2 separate regions of the Ovis aries genome follow, and region 2 is linked to region 1. A link is a contact called in public Hi-C data. All regions are on one chromosome and are shown on one strand. The core of a region is the stretch at or near the end of the contact, and the rest is flanking DNA. Distances in the headings are between cores, read along the strand shown.

The links. Hi-C and Micro-C count contacts between places; a contact is called where the count stands out from the background.
Region 2: a contact with region 1 is called in a Hi-C map of liver, with 6 times the contacts expected there. The contact joins two enhancer-like sites. A contact is called at or near these places in 11 of 16 Hi-C or Micro-C datasets (blood, hypothalamus, liver and 6 more).

What each region holds. Positions count from the first base shown.
Region 1 is chr10:32,822,617-32,825,980 of ARS-UI_Ramb_v3.0, reverse strand. No RefSeq gene overlaps it. Among named protein-coding and RNA genes, the nearest start is that of GTF3A, 48 kb to the right of the region's middle. Within about 2 kb of position 1,715, at least 2 of the 54 cell types and tissues checked have an H3K27ac peak or open chromatin away from gene starts, as enhancers often do. A contact at or near this core is called in liver, where this site is marked.
Region 2 is chr10:33,036,804-33,040,167 of ARS-UI_Ramb_v3.0, reverse strand. No RefSeq gene overlaps it. Among named protein-coding and RNA genes, the nearest start is that of USP12, 99 kb to the right of the region's middle. Within about 2 kb of position 1,842, at least 8 of the 54 cell types and tissues checked have an H3K27ac peak or open chromatin away from gene starts, as enhancers often do. A contact at or near this core is called in liver, where this site is marked.

The DNA of each region.
Region 1 (3,364 bases), core at 466-2,965:
TCTCCATCATCCTGACAGCAGAGTCCCAAGGGCAGCCTTAGGTGATGCAGGTTGTGTTGCCACGGCAATTCTGCCCAACTCCTGTGGCCCATGGGAAGAAGGCAGCGGGGGTTACTCTGGAGCCCCTCGGTCACTGTCCTCTAGAGGGCCCCCTGCGTATCCTTAGACTCATCATGCCCTCGCTGAGCCTTGAAGGTGACCTTCTCTCTGCCCCAGTACTCGGCTGATTCCTTCGGGGTCAGGTGCCTCTGTCCCCCGAGAATATTTTCCTGCATCAGGGACCCATCCTGTGAGCTCGCACGCCGTCCCAGCGTTATGGCTGTGGAATCTCTTACTGTAATTAATTGTCCCCTTGCCAGTCACTGTCCCTCCACAGACCATCTCAGCGCAGGGACCACATTCTCCCTGCTAGGTTGCTGGAGCCTGGCAGCGACAGAGGCCGAGGTCTGAGACATGCAAAGGCTGAGGAAGGGCGTGTGCTCAGGGGAAGACGATCCACAGGGAGTGAGGGGGGTCAGGCAGGGGGGACGCTGAACAGAAATGTAATGTAGCCTCAGCCTGATCCTGGGCGAGGTCTGCAATGTGAACAGAACAGCGAAGCTGTTCCACATGCAACAAGGGGGCCAGGATTTTTGTACCTAGGCAAGTCAGCAGGCAAGTCAGCAGGCAAGTCAGCAGGCAGACTCTGTCTGCAATGCCCAGGACTCGAGTTCGATCCCTGGGTCAGGCAGATCCCCTGGAGGAAGAAATGGCACCCCACTCCACTGTTCTTACCTGGAGAAACCCCACAGACAGAGGAGTCTGGTGGGCCACAGTCCATGGGGTCACAAAGAGTCGGACACGACTGAACTACTGAACAATGACCTCGAAGTCAGCAGGAGTAAACTTCCAGGCAATTTCAGGGCAAGTGGTGTCCTCAGGAGGCCAGGTCTCTGGAGAAGGTGTAGCTGTGTTAGCAGCAATGCTTTCACCAGGGGTGGTGGGGTCCTACCACACTGCGTGTTTGTCCCGTGAAAATTTTGAAGTTAACAGCACATCTGCCATCTAACATCCTCAATGTGCCAGGCACTGTGCTCTGCCTTTTACCGTCTCGGTCTGTCTCTAAGCAGCCCTCGGAGTATAAGTGGAGAGAGGGAAGATCCAGTGAAGCTAGATGATGCCTCCCGTTTGCCCAGACACCGGGAGGCAGGTAGATCAGCTTACCTGTACCCAGGGGGTGCGCACACGCAGTAACATTTGAGATGCAATCTCCCTGGCTCTTTGATCAACTTTTATTCAGGGTGGGAATTACTGTGTTATGTCCTTTCACCAGCTTGCTTTTCTGAGATTGGGCCTGGGCTAACCTGCTGGGTTGCTAAGCTGGTGGGAACATTTAAACATTTTAACCTGATCAGACCCCGCACCCTTTCACGTAGCCTTCCCTTCGCTTGGCAGCATCCTCAGTGAATTAGAAAGGTGTCCACCTTCCAGGTAAATTTCTTTTTCAGTCCTAGCCATTCAGTCTCCTTCCCCTGGGGAGCTTGGGGAAGGTGGGGGGGGGGGGCCCGTTCCCACTCAGCCCGTGGGAACACCATGCCAACAACCCTCGACGCTCTGCCGCGCAGGCCCCCGGCCACGGCCCTGTTTGTCCAAATTAGAGTCCGTTTACTCTGCAAACTGTGCTTGTGCTTGCGTCCACACTGAGCAGCTGCTGCCCTTGTTTGCACGGCTTGGTCAGCAGGCAGACAGCCGCCCCGGACAAGCCCGGCAAGCTTCCGGCCGGAGGGGGCCACAGGCACCCGGGCAGACGCCGCCCAGCTTCCCCGGAGCAGACGGCAGTGGCCTGGGCTCCACAATCCAAAATAGTGCACAAGAAATAAAACATTCATACAGAAGAACCCTGGAATATCCTCCAAGGGGCAGCCTCCCAGCTCTGGCTCCACCAGACACGCTCTTAAAAAAAAAAAAAAAGTTAAATAATTTTAATTGGAGGCTAATTACTTTAAAATATTGTGGGTTTTGCCATACATTGACATGAATTGATGCTTTTGAACTGCGGTGTTGGAGAAGACTCTTAAGAGTGCCTTGGACTGCAAGGAGATCCAACCAGTCCATCCAAAAGGAAATCAGTCCTGCATATTCATTGGAAGGACTGACGCTGAAGCTGAAACTCCAATACTTTGGCTGTCTGATGCAAAGAACTGACTCATTTGAGAAGACTCTGATGCTGGGAAAGATTGAAGGTGGAAGGAGAAGGGGACGACAGAGGATGAGATGGTTGGATGGCATCACCAACTCAAATGGACATGAGTCTGAGTAAACTCCAGGAGTTGGTGACGGACAGGGAGGCCTGGCGTGTTGCAGTCTATGGGGTCTCAAAGAGCCGGACACGACTGAGCAACTGAACTGAGGTGACTCAGCCGTGGATGTACATGTGTCCCCCATCCTGAACCCCCCTCCCGCCTCCCTCCCCATCCCATCCCTCAGGGTTGTCCCGGAGTATCGGCTTTGAGTGCCCTGTTTCATGCATCGAACTTGCACTGGTCATCTATTTTACGTACGGAAATACACATGCTTCAGTGTTTTCTCTCAAAACATCCCACCCTCATCTTCTCCCACAGAGTCCAAAAGTCTGTTCTTTATATGTGTGTCTCTTTTGCTGTCTCGCATCTAGGGTTGTCGTTACCATTTTTCTAAACTCATGTATATGCATTAATGCACTCTATTGGTGTCTCTCTTCCTGACTTACTTCACTCTGTATAATAGGCTCCAGTTTCATCCACCTCATTAGAACTGATTCAAATGCTTTCTTTTTAATGGCCCAGTAATATTCCATTGTGTATATGTACCACAGCTTTGTTATCCATTCATCTGCCAGTGGACATCTAGGTGGCTTCCATGTCCTAGCTATTGTAAACAGTGCTGCGATGAACACTGGGGTACACGTGTCTCTTTCAGTTCTGGTTTCCTCAGCGTGTATGCCCAGTGGTAGGATTGCTGGGTCGTATGGCAGTTCTATTTCCAGTTACGGAATCTCCACACTGTTCTCCATAGTGGCTGTACTAGTTTGCATTCTCACCAACAGTGTAAGAGGGTTCCCTTTTCTCCACACCCTCTCCTGCATTTATTGTTTGTAGACTTTTTGATGGCAGCCCTTCTGACCGGCGTGAGATGGTACCTCATTGTGGTTTTGATTTGCATTTCTCTGATAATGAGTGATCTTGAGCATCTTTTCATATGTTTGTTGGCCACATGTATGTCTTTTTTGGAGAAATGTCTGTTTAGTTCTTTGGCCCATTTTTTGACTGAGTCATTTATTTTTCTGGTATTGAGCTGAATGAACTGCTTGTATATTTTTGAGATTAATTCTTTGACCAGACCCCCT
Region 2 (3,364 bases), core at 593-3,092, 210 kb before region 1:
GGGTAATAAAAGAAATCATGAAGGAAACTAATGCTGTCAACTGTGTCATAAAAATGGGACTTCCCTCGTGGCTCAGTGGTAAAGAATCCGCCTGCCAGTGCAGGAGACTCCAGTTCGATCCCTGGGTTGGGAAGGTCCCCTGGAGGAGGGCATGGCAACCCACTCCAGTCTTCTTGCCCAGAGAATCCCATGGACAGAGGAGTCTGGTGGGCTAATGTCCACGGAGTCGCAAAGAGTTGGACACAACTGATCAACTAAGCACGTGACATAAAAGAGGGGAAGGAGGCTTCGTCTGTAGTGACGTATTCTCCCATCATGCAAACTCAGGAATGAGGGCCAGGAGGAAGGGAGCATAAAGGAGGCAGCTTTAGATGCAGGCCACTCACTAGTCCGGGTGCCTGCCTGGCAACAGCACCTGTGCCCTGCACCAACCAAAGAGCCACCCACAAATGCCCTGGGGGTACAAGGGGAGGGGCTTCAGATCTAGCCCTTGTTTAAGCCCCCTCCCCCTTCCTCATGGGAGGAAGCTGCTCCCATGACCACCCCCACTGCCTGGATTACAGAGGGGGAGGGGCTGTGAGTGCAGCCTCCCCCTCACCACCCTCGGGTGGAGGGGCTCACGCGATGCACACAGGAGGACGCGCATCTGAACCAAGAGTCCCCTCTTGTTCTGCACAGACACCAACCCCAAGCAGAGCCAGATTTCCCAGCAACACAGAAGGGGCCCCAGCGTCACCCCTGTGACATCCCTGTACTTGCAGCAGGCCCAGGAGCTCCCTGGAGTGACCCAAAGGAAAGGGCAGCCCTGCCCAGCCCAGTGCAGCCTGGGCACCAACTTCAGAAAAAACACACAAATCAGCTCGGTTCAGATCTGGCCCTGAGCAGACCCCACGCGGAGGAAGGGAAGGAGTTTCAGGCCTTAAATAAGACGGGCAGTCTAGAGAAGGCCGCTGGCTCAAGGGCAGGGTCTAAGAGGTGGCCCAGTTAGGGGAGGCGGTGGGAAAGCAGGTGGTGGGGGCAGAGGCAGGCAGCATCGTGTGGACAGCACTGCACATGGGTGAGTTGGGGCTGGGGAGGCACAGGGCTTTTGTACCGAGTGACTGGGTCAGGGCCAGGTGTTCCTGTAAAACCTGACTCGTTCAGGGGAGGCCATCTGGGCAGGTGGCCCTGGGCCCCATCCCCACCCAACTTTCTTTGATTGCTGAGAACTTGGTTATGGTCATCAGGAAGCTGGGAGATGCTACCGGGAAAGTCAACTCACTTTCGCAACAGGTGCATCGACCATCTTCAGTAGGTCTCAGCAACTCTGAGGACAAACAGGAGGAGGAGGGGGGTTTCAAGAAGGAAAGAGGGTTTCAGAACAGGAAGCCCAATCTGGCCCAGCTGTTTGGACCCTGAGCAGAGGCCCCCCAGGGGCACAGCCGTGACTCATCCTGGCTTCTTCACCATCCAACTCGGAGGTTTCACCTCTTGGCCTGGCCTTCCTGTACCCCAGTTCTGTCTTGGGTTTTCTCCCCTAGGAGATGCTGGGTGCTCAGGGCCTGCAGTAGCTCAAGGGATGGGGTACCGGCTGCCCAAATGACCCAAGTTTCCCAGAAGAGGCCTGTGTCCTACATCCAGCAAGGGTGAGTTGGAGCCAAGTGGCCACCCATCAGTATGCAATCTAAACACCCACCAAGGCCCCTTGGCCTGTAATAAACCCAGCTGGATGCAAAAACAGGCCCGAGAGCCCAGGATACAGCCCTGCCCAGGTAATGATTAACGGGCCGCTCAGGGCCCTGGAGGTCACACTGATAATGAGAAAGTTTCCCCGAGCTATCTCAAGTGCAGAGGGCCCCGGGGAGGGGCCCTGCTGGCGCCCGACTCTGACTCCAGCTAACGCTTCCTGCCTCTCCAGGGTGTGCTCACTTCAATGACCCAACGTGGCCCTGCCCACAGGTACAGGGGCCTGACGTCAGGAGCCTGGGGACATGGCCCTGGTAAAGTCCACAGTGAGAACGCCAACAGGGGGCGTCCTCTAAGAGGTGGCTTTTCCCCGGACCCAATACAGATAAGCCCTTCCAAGATGAGAAGGCTGCGTGGCTTCTTATCTTTATGGCTTGCCGGTCCTGAGCCTTGGAAGGCCTCTCTCCAAGAGGAGTGAAACTCAGAAAGGATTTTCAGTTTTGTTTTTTTTTTTAAAGCACTTTGGCATCTTGCAATGAAATTCTCCAGCAACTTTCTTCTAAAGTTCCTGAACAACTTCAAATGCAGAACAAGTGAGGACAGCTAAAACCCTGATTTGGGTCTATCATGGCACTTTGCAGAGTGCAGGAGAATCCTTTCACTGGGGAGGCAAGGCCAAAAGAGAAGCAATAACAATAAAAAGGACTCTAAGAGACTTCTCTGGCAGTCTAGTAGCTAAGACTCCTTGCCCCCAATGCAGGGGGCCTGGGTTTCATCCCTGGTCAGGAAACTAGATCCCACATGCCACAGCTAAGAATTCTCAAGTGTGCGTGTGCTAAGTCACTTCAGTCGTGTCCAACTCTTTGTGACCCCGTGGACTGTAACCTGCCAGGCTCCTCTGTCCATGGGATTCTCCAGGCAAGAATACTGGAGTTGGTTGCCATGCCCTTCTCCAAGGATCTTCCTGAGCCAGGGATCAAAACTGCGTCTCTTTTTATCTCCTGCACTGGCAGGCGAGTTCTTTACCACTAGCATCGCTGGGAAGCCCAAGAGTTCTCATGCCGCAACTAAGACCCGGTGCAGTCAAATTAATTAATTATCTAAGATGAAGGGCCTACAAAGCCTCAGTGTTCTAGGAAATCACAATGTCAGCAGAGGACGAATGGGGTCTCCCAATCTGCAAACAGATGTGAAGACTCACTGGAGGGCATTGTCTGGATGAAGATGGCGCCATGAGCTGCCATCCCAGCTCTGGCTCCAGCACCTTCTATCGAACCTTCTGCTGGGGTCCTCATCCACCAACGGAGTCCCAGCTCAGAGACATTTCACCCTGTCAGTGCTTTACCTCCCACTCCACCAGCCCTTCTGAACTGACAGCAAGAGTCAGAGGCACCTTTCCTACTAAGGACAGAAGCTAGGAGACTCTTGGAACACTTTCCAGGCTCTCCTTGTGGAACAGGAGCCGTGTACTGTTCCTTGAAAAAGCTGATCCTGATTCCTGCCGGCACACCCGTCACCTGGCACTCCAGGCGGTCCCCGGATGTCATCAAATATTGACATCCTGTCCTGGTGAGCGGGCAGCCAGCTCTGGGATCCTCTAACCTCAGGAGGCCACCCGCTGAGCCGCGTGCTTAGAGCCTTTTATTTGTGATCTAATTCATCAGCTAGGTTGTACCAAGACCCCACCTCATCTCTCCAG